Regions from separate parts of the Mus musculus genome. Here regions 1 and 3 are each linked to region 2. Evidence: chromatin contacts called from public Hi-C and HiChIP or PLAC-seq data. All regions are on one chromosome and are shown on one strand. Each heading gives the region's core, a stretch centred on a gene start, on an enhancer-like site or on the middle of the called end of the contact. The rest is flanking DNA. Distances are from core to core; before and after follow the strand shown.

Region 1 (2,700 bases), core at 99-2,598, 140 kb after region 2:
TTTTTTTTTTATAAAGTCAATAAAGTCATCAGCAGACTGCAGTGAATCCCACACATGCCAGTTTCAGAATCTGCTTTTCAGGATGCTAAATGCAAGAATTTTTTTTCATGCACTGGAGTAAACAAGCCAGCTGTCTTTGCTCAAAATAACTGTAGCTCAAAACTGAAAATGGCCTTGACCTCCCCCTACCCCCAGCTCTACCCATTCTAAACAGGCTGCTTCCAGACCGCAGAACCATTCTATCTTCAAGAATCCAGCAAGTTGTCTCAACTATGTCCAAATACCACTTGAAATGAAACGGTTGCTTTTCTTTATTGAAAAATTATTTTAAAATGTAATTTCTGTACATAAGAGTTTGTATCAACATGCTTTAAGTGTGTCACTGGGGATGGTAAGGTGAATCAGTAGGTGAAGGAAATTTGCTCAAAGACAAAACTGACTCCCAAGTTGTCCTCTGACCTCCTTCCTCATATCTGCATGGCATAGATGTGTGGCATGCACGCATACGCACACGCACACACACACACACTCACTCACTCACAAGTTAATAAATATCTTTAGTAATAACCCTTTACGCTGTGGTTGTATTCACATCTGCTGCCGGCCTCGCGCCTATCAAGGGAGGAGTGCTGGAGGGTAGGCAAAGGTACTGCAGGTTGTCAGCCACCTCACAGCTGGAGCGGACGACTGAACAGTAAGCATGGTCCCCAGCACCCAAGTCTCAGCAAAGTTCCTTGCAAATACAGCTGTGGCCACCAAATGTGACCCTAATTCCAGTACTTTAACAACAAGCCAGTGTAAAGCAGGGCCTTTACCTTGGGTGGTGACTGCTGCTGTCTGCTACTGTTTCCTGAATGCTGCAGTCGTAAAGCCCGGGGGATAAACTCAGGAGCCAGTGGATTCAACACGTAAGTCTTCTTGAGTTCTAAAGCCTCTAACTGTGCCTTGATCTGTTCGAACGTGATCCCGTGCAAGCTGTGGTTTTCATGACACAGGGCAATAAACCGCTCCCAAAACTTTCTGCGGGAAAGATTCAGAAATTCAGGTTACAAGTACCAGTGGATGAATGGAAGTAACTAAAGATAAGTTCAAATTCTGCCCACTGCCCCACGTTGGATACCAACAGTAACTAATTGTTTTTAAAACCTATTTTTGATGGTTCTTAAATATTTTTATCTCCCTTGTAGCCCATCACCCATCAGAGATAGTGGAAAAGAAAGGATATGGGGGAAGAGGACCTGTTTAGAAACTGCCATCTGTGTTGTCTGAAAATCAGCAGTTCAGTTCACAGGTTTGCAGCAGCTCTATCCACTCACAAACACTTTTGGATGCACCAGCAGGCTAGTGTGGTAGAGTCTGGATAGCAAGCAGGAATCCACAGCGGTGGCACTGCCTAGCAGGGACAGCCGGGCCTCAGCCTCGGCTCGAGTCAGCAGGAGGGACCAGGAGGGACACCAGGGCAAGTTCTTGCCTGTGCCTCTCTCATAGAAACAATGATCAACAAAGACACAAGACCCACAAGTGTTATACAGCTAGTTCTCTAAGTAAACCTAGTTCTGACTCCGTCACTGTCTGTCGAGTCCTATCTCTACCCTCTAAACGTCCCGTATCCTCTATGGGTCTTGCCTCGGCACGTGTGTCTGATTCAGTGACATCACTGTGCCAATCAGCTTGAGTCCAAAAAAGCGACAAAAAAACTACAGCACACCACAGGAGATTTTTGGTGTGTTTCTCTCTAATGGAATCCAGACAAATGCAGCTCAACTACACAATATAAGACAGACCTATACATACATGTTATTAACAAAAAATCCTTCATCATGTGTCTTTTCAGATGCATACTCTAACAGAACATCCTTTCACCTGTGTCTGCTTCAATAAAATGTTCCTTCACGAGTTAGTCTTTCACCTGTGTCCACTTTAGGACAACATTCCTTCACACGTTTGCCCCAACAAAACACCATCCAACACAACAGACTCTCCAAAGAACCCTTTAAGTTTCCACTTCATCCTACCTCAAATCTTTAAGGCTAATATTTATCTAAGTACAGTGTAGATAGAATCTTTCTCAATGACAAAAGTGTAGATAGCCTAGGAGCATACTATATACAACAAGACCATAAGAAACTTTGCCTCACAACACTAATACAGAACCATGTATTTATGAACCATGTATTTATGAACCATGTATTTATGAACCATGTAATGAGGTTTTCAAAACTGAGAGTAGCTCAATTTATAGAAAATCTGTACTTCTAGTCTTACACACACATATGCATACATGTTTATATACTTGTAATGATACATGCACATACTCACATCTATAAAGAGTGACACTCTGCATAACAATTAGTCATACCACACTGCATACATAAAGTGATGATTTCTGCCAAACAGTATCATGGCTGTCCTTCCTGGTATTTGCTTTGATGGTGACAGCACTCAAAACTGCCTTTCTCAGAACTCATCAGTAAATAACAAATGGACTGTATCTATATACTACATACATAGAGAATTAAAATATATATGCATATTACTATGAACTACAGATTAGAAGGAACCTTGTATGCGGCTAAAGAGAGGACTCAGTTGGTAAAATGCTTGCTGCATAGCATGAAGACTTGAGTTCTGAACTACAACGCCCATACAAATAAAGGCTGGGGTGGAGCCTGTAACCCACGGGGATCTGTGGAGCTGGTG
Region 2 (2,700 bases), core at 160-2,659:
TCTCGTCCTTTGAAACTTTGGAAAGCAGAACAGACACCCCCCAAAGGCAGAGGAAAAGGCCAGCAACGCTGATTGGGCTAGTCAGCCTGGCCCTCACATTTTATTATTCTGGTTTTTTTTTTCTATTTGTTTATATTCCCTTCTCCCAGCAAAAGATAATTTTTCCCAGGGCAAACATTTGCACATTGCTACCACACACGGCTATATACGAGGGGGGAGCTCACACTCTCCAGAGAGGAAGAACAGTGAGTGCTCTGAGGCTGGGGTCATTCATTTATTTTCTCTGAGGAAAGCTGGGAAAGTGGCCCGGGAGGTAAAATTGCAAGGGCAGCAGCTTTCCATGTGTCTCTTTCAATCCCAGGGGGTCAGAACAGCAGCCCACAGAACAACCCTCGAGGATGCAACAGGGACAAGGGTGTAAGAAATGGCCTGAGTTCCCCCCCCCCCCGTGGGTTTCAGGCCTCCTGCAGGGGAGGAGGGGAACTGGGTGGCAAGGAAGGAGCCTGGCTCCAAGGAGCTCGGAGTGTATCCAGCTTGGGACCCTGCCAGCACCAAAAGCAATTAAGGGAAGAGGCCAGAGGCCCCGAGGCAGAGTCTGACAAGGTTAAGGGGAGGTGAGGAAGAGCCGGTTAGGCTGAGGAAGAGCCAACCGGAGAAAAAGTAAAGGTTCAGAGAAGGACAGGGAGAAGAAACAGCTGGAGGCTACAATGTAGTTGCTGGTGTTCCTGCCTCTATCAGCAATGGACTATCAGAAGTGTGACTGTAGTGTGTCACATCCTCAGTCCCCCTTCGAAGAAGTCCAGAGCTCCCCAGTGCCTGCTAGAACCCCTTGGCTTGCTTCGGTTGAAATGGAGGTGATCTTCATCTGGCTTGGCCCATAAAGAATGTCTCCCGTCTGTGACCCACATCTGGGCCCTTTGGAAACGCGAGGAGTCTCACAGTACATCCCTGCCTAGACCTTCATAACCAGGTACAGCCATAAGGCCGTGGGGAAAGAAGGAAAGGGGACGCAATCTCCATCCCACAGAATGGGATACAGAATCCTGGGGACTAAGGAGATCCTGGCTGTCCCGGGTTGGAAAGAGAGGTGACTGGAGACGCAGCTTCCCCGGGGTCCTTCCAGGGAACCAATCTTTCTTTCCCTCGGCTTCCTTCGCTCTGATAATGTGAATGAAGCCTGGGAGAGAAAAGAGAGCGCGCGTGAGCGCAGGGAGGGGAGAGAGGGGAGGGAAAATCCCGGCCGTGGGAGAGCGAGCGCGGGGCCAGAGGCGGAGGGGCGGCGCCGAGAGAGCGCGCCGGGCGGCGGGCGGTGGGTGGAGGCGCGGAGGGCGCGGGCCAAGAGCGGAGGGGAGGGCGGGCCGAGAGGGAGGAGCCCCCGGCCGCCACCGCCGCCGCTGCCGCCGCCGCCAGCCCGCCCGGCGGCCCGCGTAGCCCGCGCAGCCCTCACTCGCCGCCGCGCCTCGGAGTTTGAGCCCCGCGCAGCCGGAGCGCAGGCACGCCCGGGGCGCGGGGTCGGAGCGCGCAGCGCGGCGCCGCCCCCCGGCCCTCGGCCCCCCAGCCCCTGGAGCCCCCGGAGCCGCGCGCCGAGGGAGGAGGGCGGGCGGGCGCGGCGGGCCGGGCCGGCGGGCGGCGGACTATGAGGCGCCCACCATGGTGCGATGCGACCGCGGGCTGCAGATGCTGCTGACCACGGCCGGAGCCTTCGCCGCCTTCTCGCTCATGGCCATCGCCATCGGCACCGACTACTGGCTGTACTCCAGCGCGCACATCTGCAACGGCACCAACCTGACCATGGACGACGGGCCCCCGCCCCGCCGCGCTCGCGGCGACCTCACCCATTCGGGACTGTGGCGGGTGTGTTGCATCGAAGGTAGGACCCCTACCCCCAACGCACACACATAACACGCACACATGCACACGCACACATTGCCCCGGGGAGTGGGCCGGGGGAGGGGTGGGCGCGGCGCTGGCTCCACGCGAGACACAAAGAACCTAAAGCTGGGAGGGTGGGTTCCCGAGTGGACACGGGCGCAGCAGCCTCGGGTCCCTCTAGGCTGGGGACCTCCCCAACACACCGATCCCACAAACTCTCGGCTCGCACGCGCACACCCCCTCGCGCACAGACACAATGAAACACACAGAAACTCACGCACGCGCGCGCAACCCGAGAGCGGAGCGATCCCCAGGGGCCTCGCCGGCGCCCCTGGGGGAGGTGGAGGCTGGCGTGGGGGCGGGAGGAGTCTAGGGTTGGGGGGAAAGCGGACGCGGGAGGAGGGGGAGGGGTTGCTTGGCAACCGGTGTCTGTGCGATTGCTATGGGAACTGGCCATCCTGGGGCGGGGCCGGCCGGGGGCGGGGAGCCCCGGGGCAGCTAGGCGCTCACTCCAAGCCCCCAACTGAGAGGGTAAGGGCGGGGTACAGGTTGGGCCCCAAGCGGTTCTGGGGGAGCCAGGTAGCTCCAGCCGGCCGGCCTTCTCTTGATCCCTGACACCACAGACTCACTCCTCTCTGCGCGATGGGTACAAGAGGGGAACCGCGCCGCGTCTCCCGTAACTGAGGCAGCAAGCCCTGGGTCACTGCCCCTCAGCACGAAGTCGGCAAGAGACCTCCGTAGGAACCAAACTGGGGAGAGGAGAGTCAACAGCGGACCAAGAGTGGGCTGGGAGGGGCGTGGTCGCTGTTAGGGCAGGGCGGGGCTCTG
Region 3 (2,700 bases), core at 24-2,523, 180 kb after region 2:
TCCTTAAACTCAAAAGGTGACTGAAGCTGTAGTTCCAACCAGCCAGGATGAGACTTCAAAGTCACATGCATTCTGGTCCAGGGCGACCGCTGGCATAGGTGACACACTCCTGGGAGAAGGAAGGCACTGCCTGCAAACATACCTGGATGTCACAGTCAGGCCGCAGACTAAGCTCTTCACAGCATTCCCTGGATATCCTTAAAAATACATAGTCTTTTGTTTTTTCTTCAATAGTAGCTTCATAAACCTTCTCTTTGGTTCCCTGGGACTGAACGAGCTTCTCTTTAGGGACTGGTAATAAATAAACAGCATTGACCCTGGTCATCACCAGCCGTCCAGCCAAAGTGTCTTCCGAGAGGGTTTCAGTAAGCTTGAAACGACCAAAAAGTTGTCCATTCTGAGCATACTTTGCACCCCCAGAAACTCCAGTGAGCATGAAGCTTGCTAAAATCTGCAATTGCACTTTAAGGTTGAACCTAAATCAAAAGCAGAAAACTAATTTGAGTATCAAAACTGTAAGAACTAGAAAAACACAACAAAGAAATTCAAATATAAACATAAGGAATATGAAACTCTATCAATTCCACACTGTACAAGTTAGCAACTCTATAGATGATATCTTTCTGCCTTTAACCCAAGCTGAAGACAAGTTACATAAGCATTAGTTGCGTTGAAGGTATGCATTTTTAAAAGACTGCATGGGGCCCCTGATAGGGCTCAGTGAGTAAAAGTGCCTTGTGCCAAGCCTGATATCCTGAGTTCCATTCTAGTAGCCACGTGGTAGAAGATGCAAACTGACTCCTCTCACCCCTGTATGTAAGCCCTGCCTCTCATACACACACATGCACAAGCACAAATAAATAATTCTTGTAAGTCTGAGTAAACTATGGGTGACTACTTTATAAGTAATAAAGTGGAATACATTAATAGGAGAACCACTTACAACATAGTTGAGATACTTAAGACTTTAATAGCGCCTAACCTAGGAGGAAAGACACTGAACTAAAGCTAGAGCGGACTTTCAGGTCAGTGCCTGCGAGGTAAGTCTTTCCCAAAGAATCCAGACGTAACATTCCCTTTCAGTAATGCTAACAAATAACAACCGAAATACAAGTTTGCTAGTTAGTATAAGGAACTGACTCTAGTGCAGGAATGATGGGGGGAGGGGGGGACCAAGCCTATTTTAGTAGACAGCCATCGGGACCCTCATGCACCCACACGTGCATGGGACTATGAGAGACTATGCATCTGAAGGCATCACAGAGAATCGAGACTAGCTTACACAGTTAAAACGTTCACAGCAGGGGCTTGGGGGTCAGGGCAGTACATCCCTTTGATCCCAGCACTGGGAAAGCAAAGGCAGGAGGATCTCTGTGAGCTCAAGGCCAGTCTGGTCTACAAAGCTAGTCCAGGATAGTTAGAATCTTGTGTCTTGAATGATTCTTTAGATAAAGCTTCTTTCTTTAAATAGAGCTGCCTTCCATACACTGAGAAGGACCTGGGGTAATTAAAACTGGCTCAGGGTTGGGAGACAGCACTACCTCTAATACACTGCTGACTGACAGGAGCTCTCTATAGCTAACAGTGATGTCCAAGCTTCAAATCACCTCCCTTGTATTTGCAGCAACCCTCCTCTTTAAACTCCCTCCTCTGCAAACGTCCAGAGGCTTTCTGCCGTCTGTCCTCTATTCCTCCATTTCCATCCAAACTCGGACACCTTCTCAAAGCCCAGTGTGCCCTCATCTTACTCCCTAATGGATGCCTTTGTTCCTGCATTCTCCATGCCCAGACATGTAGCACCAAATAACCCCTGACCCCTCCCATGTGTGTGACAGGCGGATTTCTGAGTTCGAAGCCAGCCTGGTCTACAGAATGAGTTCCAGGATAGCAGGACTACAACAGAGAAACCCTGTCTCGAAAAACCAAAAAAAAAAAAAAAAAAAAAAAAAGGCTCCACCATTCCGTGTGTCCATGCTAAAAGCTGAGTTACACTGAAGGTTCCTCTCTCACCAACTGCTATTCCTCTACAATACTGTCACAAAGCCCTGATTCTGGAGGCACTGTGTGTTCCTACTAATGGTTAAGTCGCTGGCCACTCGGCCTCTTTAACCTGGATAACTCTAATGAAGCCCCACTCCAGAGGCTCTGCCCCTCTCCTCTGGCCTTCTTGGGCACCTGCACTTACATGCAAATACTTGCACATGCACAAAAAGACAGACACAGAATTCAAAATAAGATGAATCCTTTAAAGAACAGCACTTTGAAATTCAAACACTTTAAATACAAAGCATTTAGGGTGCTAAATGAACAGAGACAATCCTTTCCACTGTTGCACACCACATTCTGGATCAATCCTGGAGTCTATGTAATCTCAGCCTTCCCAGGAGGCACAATAACAGCCAACAAAATTTCCAACTACTGTAAAAGCACTGGTCTAGCTCCTAAGAAACACGGAGGGCCAATGCCAGCATTTGTTAGCTCATTATCTCTGAAGTGATATTTCAATTTTCAAATGCCAGAGCTATACAGTAAGTTTGGTTTCATGAGATTTTTTCCGACTACATGAACAAGAATCAGGCCAGTAACAAGAGAAGGCCTGGTCTACTGCAGCAGAGGGAGAAGCAAGGTAACCCACAGAGGGTGACACACAGCCTCACATCCACTGTAGGCCCACGGGCCGGTGGACTGAGTAGCCAGGCC

What was found. Hi-C and Micro-C count contacts between places; a contact is called where the count stands out from the background. HiChIP or PLAC-seq counts read pairs in DNA pulled down with a chosen protein or histone mark.
Region 1: a Hi-C map of cerebral cortex shows a contact between it and region 2, with 2.0 times the contacts expected there. The contact joins the enhancer-like site here to the promoter of Cacng4 in region 2. A contact is called at or near these places in 4 of 39 promoter capture datasets (the HPC-7 cell line, cranial neural crest, hippocampal neurons and 1 more), 4 of 484 Hi-C or Micro-C datasets (the HL-1 cell line, cerebral cortex, nephron progenitors and 1 more), 10 of 115 datasets of contacts at active chromatin or transcription factors (SST interneurons, craniofacial prominence, embryonic basal ganglia and 7 more) and 1 of 9 other capture datasets (pancreatic islet).
Region 3: a contact with region 2 is called in an H3K4me3 HiChIP or PLAC-seq map of embryonic stem cells, with 2.7 times the contacts expected there. The contact joins the enhancer-like site here to the promoter of Cacng4 in region 2. A contact is called at or near these places in 2 of 39 promoter capture datasets (both in embryonic stem cells), 7 of 484 Hi-C or Micro-C datasets (the HPC-7 cell line, cranial neural crest, embryonic fibroblasts and 4 more), 9 of 115 datasets of contacts at active chromatin or transcription factors (craniofacial prominence, embryonic basal ganglia, embryonic forebrain and 5 more) and 1 of 9 other capture datasets (embryonic stem cells).

What each region holds. Positions count from the first base shown.
Region 1 is chr11:107,654,364-107,657,063 of GRCm38.p6, reverse strand. It overlaps Helz (helicase with zinc finger domain), which reads right to left. Exons shown (of 33, transcript NM_001368755.1): 24 at 816-1,020. Among named protein-coding and RNA genes, the nearest start is that of Mir6932, 18 kb to the right of the region's middle. Within about 2 kb of position 1,348, at least 5 of the 459 cell types and tissues checked have an H3K27ac peak or open chromatin away from gene starts, as enhancers often do. A contact at or near this core is called in cerebral cortex, where this site is marked.
Region 2 is chr11:107,793,415-107,796,114 of GRCm38.p6, reverse strand. Cacng4 (calcium channel, voltage-dependent, gamma subunit 4) reads left to right here and starts at 1,409. Exons shown (of 4, transcript NM_019431.4): 1 at 1,409-1,870. The coding sequence starts at 1,651. It overlaps Gm11650 (predicted gene 11650), which reads right to left and starts at 2,243. Exons shown (of 2, transcript NR_165828.1): 1 at 2,150-2,243; 2 at 262-1,177.
Region 3 is chr11:107,616,759-107,619,458 of GRCm38.p6, reverse strand. It overlaps Helz (helicase with zinc finger domain), which reads right to left. Exons shown (of 33, transcript NM_001368755.1): 14 at 143-476. Among named protein-coding and RNA genes, the nearest start is that of Mir6932, 20 kb to the left of the region's middle. Within about 2 kb of position 1,273, at least 10 of the 459 cell types and tissues checked have an H3K27ac peak or open chromatin away from gene starts, as enhancers often do. A contact at or near this core is called in embryonic stem cells, where this site is marked.